4 separate regions of the Mus musculus genome follow, and regions 1, 2 and 4 are each linked to region 3. The links are chromatin contacts, called in public Hi-C maps. All regions are on one chromosome and are shown on one strand. The core of a region is the stretch at or near the end of the contact, and the rest is flanking DNA. Distances in the headings are between cores, read along the strand shown. Region 1 has its middle 67 kb from the start of Gm29922. Region 2 has its middle 44 kb from the start of Gm30126. Region 3 has its middle 190 kb from the start of Gm29922. Region 4 has its middle 33 kb from the start of Gm40217.

The links. A called contact is a pair of places that touch in the nucleus more often than the background predicts.
Region 1: a Hi-C map of uterus shows a contact between it and region 3, with 8 times the contacts expected there. The contact joins two enhancer-like sites. A contact is called at or near these places in 1 of 15 datasets of contacts at CTCF or cohesin (the NIH/3T3 cell line), 3 of 484 Hi-C or Micro-C datasets (nephron progenitors and uterus) and 3 of 115 datasets of contacts at active chromatin or transcription factors (embryonic stem cells, fibro-adipogenic progenitors and pancreatic cancer cells).
Region 2: a Hi-C map of uterus shows a contact between it and region 3, with 5 times the contacts expected there. The contact joins two enhancer-like sites.
Region 4: a Hi-C map of uterus shows a contact between it and region 3, with 2.7 times the contacts expected there. The contact joins two enhancer-like sites. A contact is called at or near these places in 1 of 484 Hi-C or Micro-C datasets (uterus) and 1 of 115 datasets of contacts at active chromatin or transcription factors (fibro-adipogenic progenitors).

Annotation. Positions count from the first base shown.
Region 1 is chr4:105,911,044-105,914,321 of GRCm38.p6, reverse strand. No RefSeq gene overlaps it. Among named protein-coding and RNA genes, the nearest start is that of Gm29922, 67 kb to the right of the region's middle. Within about 2 kb of position 1,886, at least 11 of the 459 cell types and tissues checked have an H3K27ac peak or open chromatin away from gene starts, as enhancers often do. A contact at or near this core is called in uterus, where this site is marked.
Region 2 is chr4:106,166,412-106,169,431 of GRCm38.p6, reverse strand. No RefSeq gene overlaps it. Among named protein-coding and RNA genes, the nearest start is that of Gm30126, 44 kb to the right of the region's middle. Within about 2 kb of position 1,536, at least 11 of the 459 cell types and tissues checked have an H3K27ac peak or open chromatin away from gene starts, as enhancers often do. A contact at or near this core is called in uterus, where this site is marked.
Region 3 is chr4:105,654,875-105,657,782 of GRCm38.p6, reverse strand. No RefSeq gene overlaps it. Among named protein-coding and RNA genes, the nearest start is that of Gm29922, 190 kb to the left of the region's middle. Within about 2 kb of position 1,537, at least 22 of the 459 cell types and tissues checked have an H3K27ac peak or open chromatin away from gene starts, as enhancers often do. A contact at or near this core is called in uterus, where this site is marked.
Region 4 is chr4:105,350,769-105,353,707 of GRCm38.p6, reverse strand. No RefSeq gene overlaps it. Among named protein-coding and RNA genes, the nearest start is that of Gm40217, 33 kb to the right of the region's middle. Within about 2 kb of position 1,262, at least 18 of the 459 cell types and tissues checked have an H3K27ac peak or open chromatin away from gene starts, as enhancers often do. A contact at or near this core is called in uterus, where this site is marked.

The DNA.
Region 1 (3,278 bases), core at 637-3,136, 260 kb before region 3:
TTCTACTGAATGCTGCAAACAGAACTGCCCATGTCTTGTGATTTGATTTTATGTATGTATGTATGTATGTATGTATGTATGTATGTATGTATGTATGTGTGTGTGTATGTATGTGTATGTGTATGTATGTATATGTAGAGGCCAGAGGAGTATTATGATGTGTCTTCTTCTATGGTTTTCATCTGTTTTTGAGAGCATGTGTTACTGTTCTGGCTAGTTTTATGTCAACTTGGTACAAGCTAAAGCTAGCTGAGAGGGAACCTCAGAGGGAAAAAAAAAGCCTCCATAGGATCAGGTTGTAGGCAAGCCTATAGAGAATTTTTTAAATTAGTTATTAATTCAGAGGGTATAGCCCATTGTGGGTGGTGCTACCCCAGGCTGGTTGTCCTAGGTTCTATAAGAAAGCAGATTGATCAAGACATGAGGAGCAAGCCAGGAAGCAGCACTCCTCCATGGCCTCTGCATCAGTTCCTGCCTCCAGGTTCCTGCCCTGTTTGAGTTCCTGTCCTGACTTCCTTTAATGATGCACTGTGATGTGGCCAAATGAATGCTTTCCTTCCCAACTTGCTTTAGTCACAGTGTTTATCCCAGTAATAGAAACCCTGACTAGGACAGCCCCGAGCCTTGAGCTTGCTGTTTCAGTTAGGCACAAGCTCCTAGAGGAACCATTCTAAGCCCTTAACACTGGGCTTATAGGCTTGATGTTAGGGATTTGAACTCAGGTCCTCTTGCAGTCATGGTAAGTGTTCTTACTTAAGGAGCAATCTCTCAACCCCCTTTCTTTGTTTCTGTTTGTTCTCAGGCTTGGCAAGTAAACTAGGAGCTCACACAGATCTTGCCAGGAAAGATCTCTACATTGACCTATAGTCTCAGCCCTTCTTATGCTTTTTAATACACTAATATCCCAGACATGTTGGGCCCAGAATTTCCATTTCTGGGTCTGAAACTGTGTATCTATCAGCTAGTGGTCAGCTTTTAACACCCCTACTAAAACTGTGGCCTCAGCCAAATAGTAAGCAATAGGTTTTAAACAGCATCACTGAAGATGCCCCAGCTCTAATGTGTGTGTGTGTGTGTGTGTGTGTGTGTGTGTGTGTGTGTGTGTTGGGGGGCAGTCACAAACTTTGTTTGCTACAGAGCTGTCCCAAGGGTTCTAAAGTGAAGAAGGAAAGGCAGAGAGGTATGCATTGGGCTGGTGTGTGTGTGGGGGCAACATGAAGCCTGGAAAGGAGAGGGATAATAGAGATAATAGGGAGATATGGGAGGGGAGAACGGGGGTGGGGGAGAAGACAGAAGAAGAGGGAAGAGGGGAGAGGAAGGAGGAGGTGGTGGGACAAGAGAGAAAGTTGTCAGGCAGATGTGGAAAAGAGTAGAAAGCAGAAGGCATACGGTGAGCAGGCTTTTCTAGCTGACACAATGGTAACTTCCCTACTCACTGGACAGCCTGTTATTTGTGGATTTGAGCTTGTTGGATCAGTACGTTTTATGATCTGAAATAATCTATTCAGAGCCAGTGTCTTGAGGAGAGGGTTGCCTACGGCTGGGATCTCAGTTCACTCTGCCAACAGGGCTTTGAGAAGCCTGTAAGGGTGTCACGGTATCAGGGGACCAAGAGGACTCGCATCTGGTGCTGAGTGAGGAATTGAGATTAAGTGGGGGTATCTGGGGATATAGATCCCCCTCCCCCATTGATGACCAGGCAATGTGTGCCCTAGAGAGAGCCTGGGGTTTTGGCTCTGCAGTTGCTTTGAAAGAAAGAAGCAGATCACTGCATGCAATTTATTATTTTTTAGGACATAATAGCTAACAGTTCTGAAAACACTCTGGCTGTGCTCCACAGCTCATCAACTCGCACAGCGCCAAGGAATGAAGGAGAAAGTCCAGATGTACCAGAGTGCTGCTGAGGTACGGGGTGCTGTGTTTCCTCTCCTAGGGACCTGGGGTAGTCCCCACCTGTACGAGCCCCTTGCACCAATAGCCTCAAGCTTCCTGAATAGTGTTCAGGTTTGATCAGATCCAATAGGAGTCCTAATTGTTGGTGTCGAGAAGTTATGGAAAGTTCAAGGGATGGGACAGACCGGAGGTTTGCCCTGTCTTCTTCTTTGCTGTGGCCTCGGGATGCCATATGGCTGCTGTGACCCTAGATGTGGCTCAGAGGTCTCAGCTCACAGTGTGGGCCCCTCTGTCTGTGCTCCTGCAGGCCTTGAGGGTTGCAGCCTTGGTGTCACCAGGAGGCTCCCAGACCCCTCAAGCTGCACAGCTGTGTGGCTGTCATATTGCCTGTGTTCCTTTAAAGCTAGTCACTGCCCTGACTGTGGGGGCAGAGCTTGGTAGGCCACACTGAACCAAATTCTTCCTTGTCATGCACAGGCCGACCACCACTCATCCACAGCCTGCAGCTCTTTTATTTGAGGAGACAGGTGGAAACAGACCTCCGGAGGGCCAGGCTATGGCCAGGTTCACACTTCACAGCCTTCGCAGCTGTTAGAACTTGGCAAGCCTCCAGAGGTGATCCACTCATGACAGCGTTCATGAAGTAGGATCCCTTTTCCCTTCACAGGGCGATCAGAGGGCTCAAAGAACACAAAAGTATTTAACCAAAGCTGAGAGCTGTGTACATTTGATGATCGTTATTGTGTTGAGCTGATCCTAGAACATAAAGAAGAGATGTGGGAGCCAAGGAAGGATTTCTTGTTCTATTCCCCTCCCTCCCTCCCTCCCTCCCTCCCTCCCTCCCTCCCTCCCTCCCTCCCTCCCTCCCTCCCTCTCTCTCTCTCTTTCTCTCCCTTGCTTCCTTCTGGAGCACCCTAGTATCTGCCTTCAGCCTAGAAAAACATGGAGGAATCAGACTTAGAACATACCATGGCATACAAATAATATTCTCTTAAATGATCAGAGCAAGCAAATATCTTGCCTTCTTCTAGAGAAAGAATGAGGAGATGCTACCTCATGCGGGGGTGGGGGGGGTGGGGGTGGGTTTGTTCAACAGCTTGGCCTTCAGCTGGGGCCACCTGCTTCACCTGTGACAAGTTGGATCCTAGGTGCCCCTTGCTTCTCTGTCCCCTCTTCTATCACTTGGCATGGCTGTGTCCATTTCTATGGACAGTCATGAGAACTACATCGAACCTGCCACATGATTTCCTAGGAAATAACCATCTCTAGAGTGAGAGCTTGTTAACCATCTCCCCTCCCAACCTCCAAGTGCATGCTGCACTGTCCCTGTGGGGAAGATGAACCCTGGGACTTGTATGGAATACCATATTCTCTCGGGGCCCAGA
Region 2 (3,020 bases), core at 287-2,786, 510 kb before region 3:
GAAGCACTATTAGACCATGAGAGTGCAAACCGAGTTTGCTCAAGTCCTTTCCAGAGCTGCTGGTGTCTAGTAAGGTTCATATGGTCATGGCATCTCATCTCATCTGTATAGATGCTCCGATGATCCTTTATATGACCTTGGAAGAGAGAGCATAGAAAAAGAACAGGATAGAGGGCTTGTGTGAAGCTCTGGAGGGGATTACAATGGATCTGGACCCAAGAGATTTTCCATAGCTACTCAGCACCGTGGGGCTTGGATGGACAACAACCCAAGACTCTTCCCTCTTGGCCCGTGTGCTTCCTTTTCTTTCACTCTTCATGGCTTGAGAAAACAGCTGCCCCTTGTCATCTCGTTAAAAATTCATCTAATGTGGAAACAGGAAACGACTCTGGTTCTGAGGCAGTGAAACTGGGTCCCCTTGAGCAGGTGGCTTGGACACACCCACACTAAGAGGCACTGAGAGAACAGATGGGCCTCAGGAAAGCAATATTAAACCCGAGCAGGGTCTAAGGAAGGGCTTTGTAGTTAAATCATGTTAGAGCAAGTTTGGTTCCAAGGGTCTCGTGACCCTTCTAAGCACACTCACACATCTGGATATTGGATTGAATCCCAAAAGAAATGCATCCTTGAGGATCATCTAGGGACAGGCTTTTGAACGAAACAAGAGAACCGAATGATGAATTGTCATATGGTTGATGTTGACCAGGTGTTCATCATTAGAAGGCTGAACAAGATGCAGGCCATAAACACGACCCAGCATTAGGAGAAATGTGGATGCTTTTGCTTAATTACTTTCAACTCAGTGCCAGTCCAGGGTCTGGGATGTGGTAGGTTTTTTACCACGATTTGCTGACTGAATAGATGGGCTCTTGTGAAACTGCATGACTGGGAAAAGTCTCACAAGCCACTTATGCGTCTGGTTTGGAAGAGGGTTGGTGGCAAAATACAAGATTCTTATAAGCGTTTTGACATCAGGCTGGCCCAGCTGACGTACCAGCTCGAGCACCACCCAAATTCAAGGCAGGAAAAGGCCTGGTGGAGGTTTTTATGGTTGAGGGTTGGGTTTTGGATTGTGATGGTGGACTTCCAGCTGTGTTGAACCTCTCTCTTCCCACTGAAATGCTACCCATCATACACACACACACACAAACAATCTGGAAGGAATGACGTCTCATGAATAGTTCGTAGGTCTCTGGGAAGCACTTCTCCTACCACAGAGCTGATGGGATGGGATTAAGAAATAAGTGTCATTGACCTTAAAGAAAAATAGAGCCACTTGCATAGCAGAATGTTTTGCTTCCTGTTGCTTTGGTTAGTTTTCTAAATAAACAGCCCATTTCAAATTCTTCCCACTGCCCGTCTATACTTCTCTTTCTCCATCCTTTTGATAAACATGCTCAGAAACAGAAACAGTTTTCTGTGGGCAAATGCTAAATTATGTTTCGATATTTGGAACTGTGTAAACTCTCCTCTGCACTTATATCCTGTCCACACAGTGGCTGATGCTGGTGTTGCAGTTTCCGCCTAGCTGCTGAGCAGAGGGAGCTGGGAGCTGGGTTGGTTACTTTCCTGTTGTTCTGACAAGATGCCTCCCAGGGAGCAAGCCAGGGGAGGAAAGTCTTCCTCTGGCTCATAGATTGAGGGAACACGCATGCTAATGTGGTATATTCATGTGAGTGTCTATGTGTCAGCTGAATGCCTGTGCATTTTTAGAGACAGAGAAGGCATCTTCTATCCCTCTAGCCTATGATTTTGAGACAGCATCTTTCCCTGATCCTGCAAGCTCTGAGTTTTCAGCTTGGCTGGAAGCCAGCAAACCCAGAGATCTCTATTTTGTCCCACTCAGAGCTGGGTTTACAGGCATCTGCAGGTTGCCTGGCTTGTTACACTGGTGTTGGCATCTAAACTTTTTCCCTCATGCTTGAACAGCAAGGACTCAACCTCTAAGCCACCTCTCCAGCCCCTCCTCCTGTATTTTACCTTTTTATTCAGTCTAGGATTCCAGCCTATGGGATAGTATCACCCACATTCAGAGTGGGGTGTCCATTCTGTCAAACCTCTCAGGAAATGTATTCACACACATACCCAGAGATGTATTTCCAAATCCAACCAACTTGGCGCTAGCATTGCGTAAGCATTTATACTTCAAAGGGGGAGAAGTACGGGTATAACAAAGAAATAGTTGGGCCACAACAAGACCAAAACTTAGCATGGTAAATATCAGTTTCTGTAGCTCCATGTCCAGCACTGGGGGCTCTGAATGGCATCATCTGGGTTACAACAGACTTGGGTGGCCCCACCCTCCTACTTCCGCTGCCTGCAGTGCATGTAGCTTCTTTTGGGATGGCTCTATTCTATTCCTGCAGCCTGTGGCAGTTTTGTGCAATGGTCTGTCCAGGCATTCTCACAGGGAATCGGATCTTGCTATACATTGCCTGGCCTCAGTGACTTCCTGCAGCCTCAGTGCAAGACTCCAGGACACTGGTGACTCCCATGCTTTTCATGCTTTCAAACTGTCAGTGATGCTTCTACTGTCAGCTTGGGACACAGTATTGTCCCTTTTCAGTCATGGCTATAGCAGTCTCTGTGTGCTTTGGTGGCTGAATCTGAGATTGCTTGGCAGCAGGGAATTCCCACTTGGAAGCAATTTCAGTTAAGGCTCTTTCCTTTTAAATGAATTTGCATTTCTGAAACTTAGAGGCTTTAATGGGTGGGATCTTGCTCTCTGGGCATCTTTCCTATCACCCCAGGACAGAGAATGTGGTTTCTCTTTAGCGGTGCAAATCTTTTTAACAAGCACAGCAGCTTTCTCTGCACCAACTTTGTAACTTGAAACTGGCTGTGGTGGTTAGAATGAGAATGGCCCCCATACGCTTGTATATTTGAATGTTTGCTCTCCAGTTTGTGGAACTGTTTGTGAAGGATTAGGGGGTGTGGCCTTGTTGGAGGAGGTGTGTCACTGGGAGTGGGCTTTGAGGTTTCAAAAGCCCATGTTATTCCCTGTTAGCTCACTCTCTGTC
Region 3 (2,908 bases), core at 288-2,787:
ACCTTGGCATATAGTAGTGGGAAAATTTCAAGGGTCCTCACTAAAAGGTTGTGTCAGAATAGAAATCTAACAACATATTACTACTTTGAAGTGTCATTGCAAAAATGATTACTCAGCGCAACTGAGAGCATACCCAGCTGTACTTTCCTCTACATAGATTCCCCACATGTGCAGAAGCAGAAGCTCATGTGTAGGTACTTCACTTCCAAGTGACTTCTAGAAGAAAGAGTGGCATACAGCCAAGGAAGTGCACAGAGGAACTCAACAAAAGGAGCTCATCCCATTGAAGAAAAGCAACCCTTCATCTTACCAGAACTCCCACGGCCAAAATCCACACTTCCATCTCCAACATCTCTAACGATTTCCTCATACCTAGCCAATACATGGGTGCATTCTTGGTGGACCTCATCCTAGAGGGATAGGAGAGCTTGTTGCCTTTAATGCATAAACCTTGGTGACTCTTGCCTTGTGACTATTGTGACCATGCATGGAAGTATCAAGGATCACTTTGGTGAATCCCCTAGGTTTCTGGTATATTGTGCCTTGTTTCCACTCTATAGCAACAAGCCTGGTGCCTCTACATATCCAGAGTCCGTTATCCTCATCAGGATAAACTGAGGTCTTTGTCTGTTGGTGAATGATAAAGGGTGCTTGTGACAAAATGGAAACACAGTTTGAAGCTTAGTGGAAATCTTCCAGTGTCTCTTGATAGAAGTATGCTCCAAATTGGAAGTTAGGATGTTGACGATAAGAGTCCAGAACATGGTTTTCTCAACCTGGGGACCGTGACCTTTTTAGCAACCCTCTATCTCCAAAAATACTATGTAACAATCATAACAGTAGCAAAATTACAGTTATGAAGTAGCAACGAAAATAATTCTATGGTGTGTGGGGGGAATCACCACAGCGTGAGGAACTGTATTAAAGGGTCGCAGCAGTAGGAAGGTTGAGGACCACTGGTCTAGAAATGAACACTCAGAAACACCATCCAACCAACACGACCTGGGACCACTTTGTAGGCAGCTACCTTAATCAGAGATCCCCAGAATGGGACCAGAGACAAAATTAATTTAGGAAGTGACTCTAGGGAGGAAGGACAAGTGACAGGAGGAAATGTCTACATGAGGACACTTGGTGAAACTGGCCACTGCCTCAATGAACGGGTATTTAATAAAGGCATTTTGAAACTGTCACCCTAGACTCAGAGCTTACAGTATTTGCACCAGAATGTAGTTAAGTTTTTCCATTACATAAAGCTAAGTCACTTAGCGTTGCCAAAACTCTCTTTCTTTAAAGGCCCCCATCCTCTACATACACTGCAGGCTAATTTCATTTTATTGTCCAGGTCAAAGACATTTCCCTGTATCAGATGTCATTTTTTATTTTTCTTGCCCTGAACTTCTAAGTTGCTCTGCCTTGAAGCTCCAGTATTAGATTTCTTGTCAGTGCCAGGACTTTGACAGTCCTCTCTGTTTAGTGTTAACTTCCAATGGCTCACGTGGCGTCCCAGTTTCCAAAGACCTTTGCTCACTCCTCCTCTCATTCCTCCCTCCCACCCCATGCTCTGTGGATGGGTGTTGTGTTCCACTGGCCCCTTGGCCCATTAGTAGACAGAACACACTGTGATGATAAAAATCTTTGCCAAAAATTCCTGGCTATGATCACACGGAGCACTGAAGAAAAAAAAAAGCATTGTTTTTGGTTTTTTCAAATAAATTCTGACAAGCAGTAACCCTGAATATGAACTTCTTCTGAGAGCAGCTTTGTTGGTTGAAGACAGCACAGGATCAAGTCAGAAGATACAGGTTCAACGTGTGCCATTTCTCTCTGTAAAAACTTCAGTGAAGATGGGAGTCACAGGGCACAGGTGAAAGGGAGAAGGAGAAGGAGAGGGAGAGGGAGAGAAATGAGGAGGAGGGGGAGGCTGTCTCTTTAAGGCCAGTGGCCCTATCTGATTAGGTGTCAAGTCCAATGACCCATTTTGACTTAATTGTTTTCTGAAGACTCTGTCTCTACTACAGTCACATCCAAGCTTAAGTCTTCACCCTACATGTTTCAGAGGATAAAATTCATTCTGCAATGACTTCTGAGCTTCTTCAGGCTCAACCATTTCCAAGATGCTCTCTGAGCTACCCTTTAAAACAGTGGGTCTCAACCTTCCTAATTTTGCAACCCTTTAATGCAGTTCCTCATGTTGTGACCCCCAACCATAACATTTTTCATTGCTACTTCATAACTATAATTTTGCTACTGTTATGAATTGTAATGCAAATATTTTTGTTTTCCAATGGTCTAAGGTGAGCTCTGTGAAAGGGTTGTTCAACCCCAAGAAGGTCATGACCCACAGGTTGAGAACCACTGCTTTATTATTCAATATTTTCTTTATTTACATTTCCAATGCTATCCCAAAAGTTCCCTATACCGCCCGCCCCCTGCCCTGCTCCCCTACCCATCCACTCCCACTTCTTGGTCCTGGTATTCCCCTGTACTGGGGCATATAAAGTTTGCAAGACCAAGGGGCCTCTCTTCCCAGGCCAACTAGGGAATCCTCTGCTACATATGCAGAGAACCACTGCTTTAAAGGAGACCCACCTTCCCACACTAACACCACCTCCACTCACAAAGCCTTGCCCAGGGAAGGCTTGCAACCTTTGCTTTCCTCAGATTTCCCTGCCCTTCTCACTGCCAGGACAGTGTAAAACTCCATCTCCATTATGTCCCCTCAGTCCGAGCATACAGAATCTGCTTCTGGTCCTGTCATGGTCCAACCTCCTGTTCTGCCTATCTGCTTCCTGTTTCTAGTTCTAAACTTTCCTCTGACCCTACCCTCTTCCATAAACATCTACGATGAACATTCTAGTAATGTAACTCATATACTATCTTAAAATGAACTTATTTTAAATTAGTT
Region 4 (2,939 bases), core at 13-2,512, 300 kb after region 3:
CCCAAAGCCTTACTTCCTTTGTTCTAAAATGGGAAAGAAACTTAAACAAAACAAAACAGCTCCCAGGGTTGTGTGAGGACCCACCTAATGTACTGCCAGGTCTTGGTAAGGGGCAGAGCGGATCCTAGATCTTCAATGGGCGTTAGCTGAACAGAAATACTAGATACACGTATCGGGGCTTAATTTTTAGAGACTGCTTCATAGCTTGTGTGTCTTGGGCTCTCCTTGGTGCTGCTGTCTATGAACAACCTTTCTCTCTAGCAGCTGAGCCCTTGTGTACACGTGGTGAACCTAAGAGAGATCTGGGAAAGGAGTCCAGCTTGTGGATGATGGCACTGCGGTATAAACATAGACCTGTCTTATTCTTGTCCTTGAATGCATCCCTTATCCAGTAATGCTTGTTGAAGCTTTACTTTGGACCAGGCCACCCTGGGCACTGGGCTTTAGCAGTCAAGGAGATGCAAGGAGCTCTTACTTCCAAAGGTCTTGCATCCCACAAACTGACCAAAACAGGAAGCAAGTAGACAAGTAAATTGTGGTTACATTTCACAACTCATGTCTGGCTCCGGCAGCATAAGCCTTGTGCCATAAGGCTAAGAACTGGGGGGTGGGAGCTTGCAGCCAGGAGATTGAGGCATCGTTTCCAAAATATGATAGTGAAGCCAAAATAAAAGACATGGGAGTGAGCAAGCTGACACTTGAGGAGTCGGAGCACTTCAAACAGGGTGACTAGACACAGATCCAATTCCAATTAAAAGCAGGAACTAACTGAAGCCACCGTTTTTCCCACTGCTTTTTAGTCTAACCCATGGCAAGGAAGAAAAACACCATGAGTCCCAAACAACTGGGAAAGCCATCTTTGTCCTCGTCCCCCAGATCATCCTGCCTAAACAATAGCTAACTGGAAATTTTCCAGTACGGGCTACCCTCAGCTAACTGGACAGTCTTCAGTATGAGCTACCCTCCTACCAATGTCCCTCCACGCCCCTGTTCCAGCTCTCCTACCCCAACCTGTAGACTGGGTCACAGAGGCTTAGCCTTGTTACTCAAGTAAAAGCTTTTCACCCCAGCCTCCCCCGCGCCATCTATAGGTGGGAACTGGCAGACCAGTCTGTGTGTATTAGCTGAGAACACCAGAGGATTGACTCAAGCCTGGAGGGGCGCCAGGTTTTCATTAAATCCCTTGTAAAGCAGCAGTACACTTCTGCAGGGCCACATCTGCCGAGGGAGCCATCTGGGATCCATATCACCGTGCTCCAACAAAACGCCAGCAGTGTGAAAAACCTCTCCCCCTCTGCTCTGCAGTGAACTGGAAAAGTAACATTGGTAATCACTTCTGCAGGCTCCATAATGACATAATGGGCACTGGCTGAAGCTTTGAACAGAGGCTGGCAGTCGCCACCGACAGGCTGGGTGGATTCATATTGTCTCAGAGAATTTAGGTCATCTCTCATGCTCATCTCTCTACCTAACAAATAACAGATAAAGAATTCCCACTTTGAGACATAGGAAGAAAAAATACTAATAATGGAGGAGTGCCTGCTGCTGCTGTTGCTGCTGCTGACCTTACAATTCAGGTATTGTTACACTTTTCTCACAGACGGAGAACCTGAGGCCAGAAGGACTAAATGGCTGACCCACATAAGCAAGCCACAAACACAGGTAAGAGGCTTGATTAAAAATCAGACCTGTGCCTCATTAACTTGAAAACCTGGGAATATTCATTCTACTGCTCAAAAGAACACAGAGTGGTACATAAACCATGGGTTGAGTAGCTTACTTTCATTTACTTATCTTTTGCCAACTATAATTCGAGAATGCAGTAAGCTGGACAGGATATAAGGGTGTCTTCCATACACAGACTCCTGGATCTCTGTGAAGCTGCTAAGTAGCAGTTAGTGCTCACAGTTGACTGAAGTCCCTACAACCTTCAGCTGATTGAGCTGGAAGGAAGGTTCCCCCCCCCCCGCCCCTGTTTAATCTTCTGTCTTCCTCTCCAAAGCTTAACCTACTCATCTTAAAGACAAATAGAGCCACACAACCTGTTCCTGATACCTGACCCCACATCTCAAAACAGAACCAACAGCCAGCATCCATTTCTGGGAGAGCATCTCCCAACATTGTTCCCATCACCACCACCATGTTGTCCTTTAGTGCAGAATGTGAGCAGTCCCATATAGTCGAAGAGTTAAATATTTTTGTTTTGAACCTGCAGGATGTTCTATAGCATTACATAGGACAAAGAAATGGAGCCTTCCTAAAGAGAGGCGCTTAGAGAAAACAATGGCTCCTACTAATACACACAACACAAATTCCCAGGCAGAAAGTAGCAGAAAAGAAAATAATAGAAAAACTAACAAACAAACAAACCTGCCTGGCCGTGGTGGCACATTCCTGGACAGCCTGAGAAGACAGACTCGGGGAGAGGGCAAGACATGGGGAGGAGGGGAGGAGAGGGGAGGGGAGGGGAGGGGAGGGGGGGGGGGAGGGGAGGGGAGGGGAGGGGAGGGGAGAAGAGAAGAGAAGAGAAGAGAAGAGAAGAGAAGAGAAGAGAAGAGAAGAGAAGAGAAGAGAAGAGAAGAGAAGCAATGAGAAGAGGCGAGAAGAAACGAAAAGAAAAGAAAAGAAAAGAAAAGAAAAGAAAAGAAAAGAAAAGAAAAGAAAAGAAAGCCAGCCTGAATTTGGAGGCCAGACAGGCTAAGGTTTTAATCTTGGCCTTGATGCCTAACCATTGTGTAAGAGTCAAGACATCTTACCTGTCTGAGCATCCCTTTGTGGAAAAATAGACCTGCTGTCTTACAGAGTTACTATGAAGAGTAGAGCAGACAACATATCTAGCGCCAGGCACATGGTAGACATGAGTGGAAACACATTTGCATTCCTTGACTCTCACTTGCATCTTGTACACAGCTGATAACGTTAAAAAAGAAGTGTGTGTG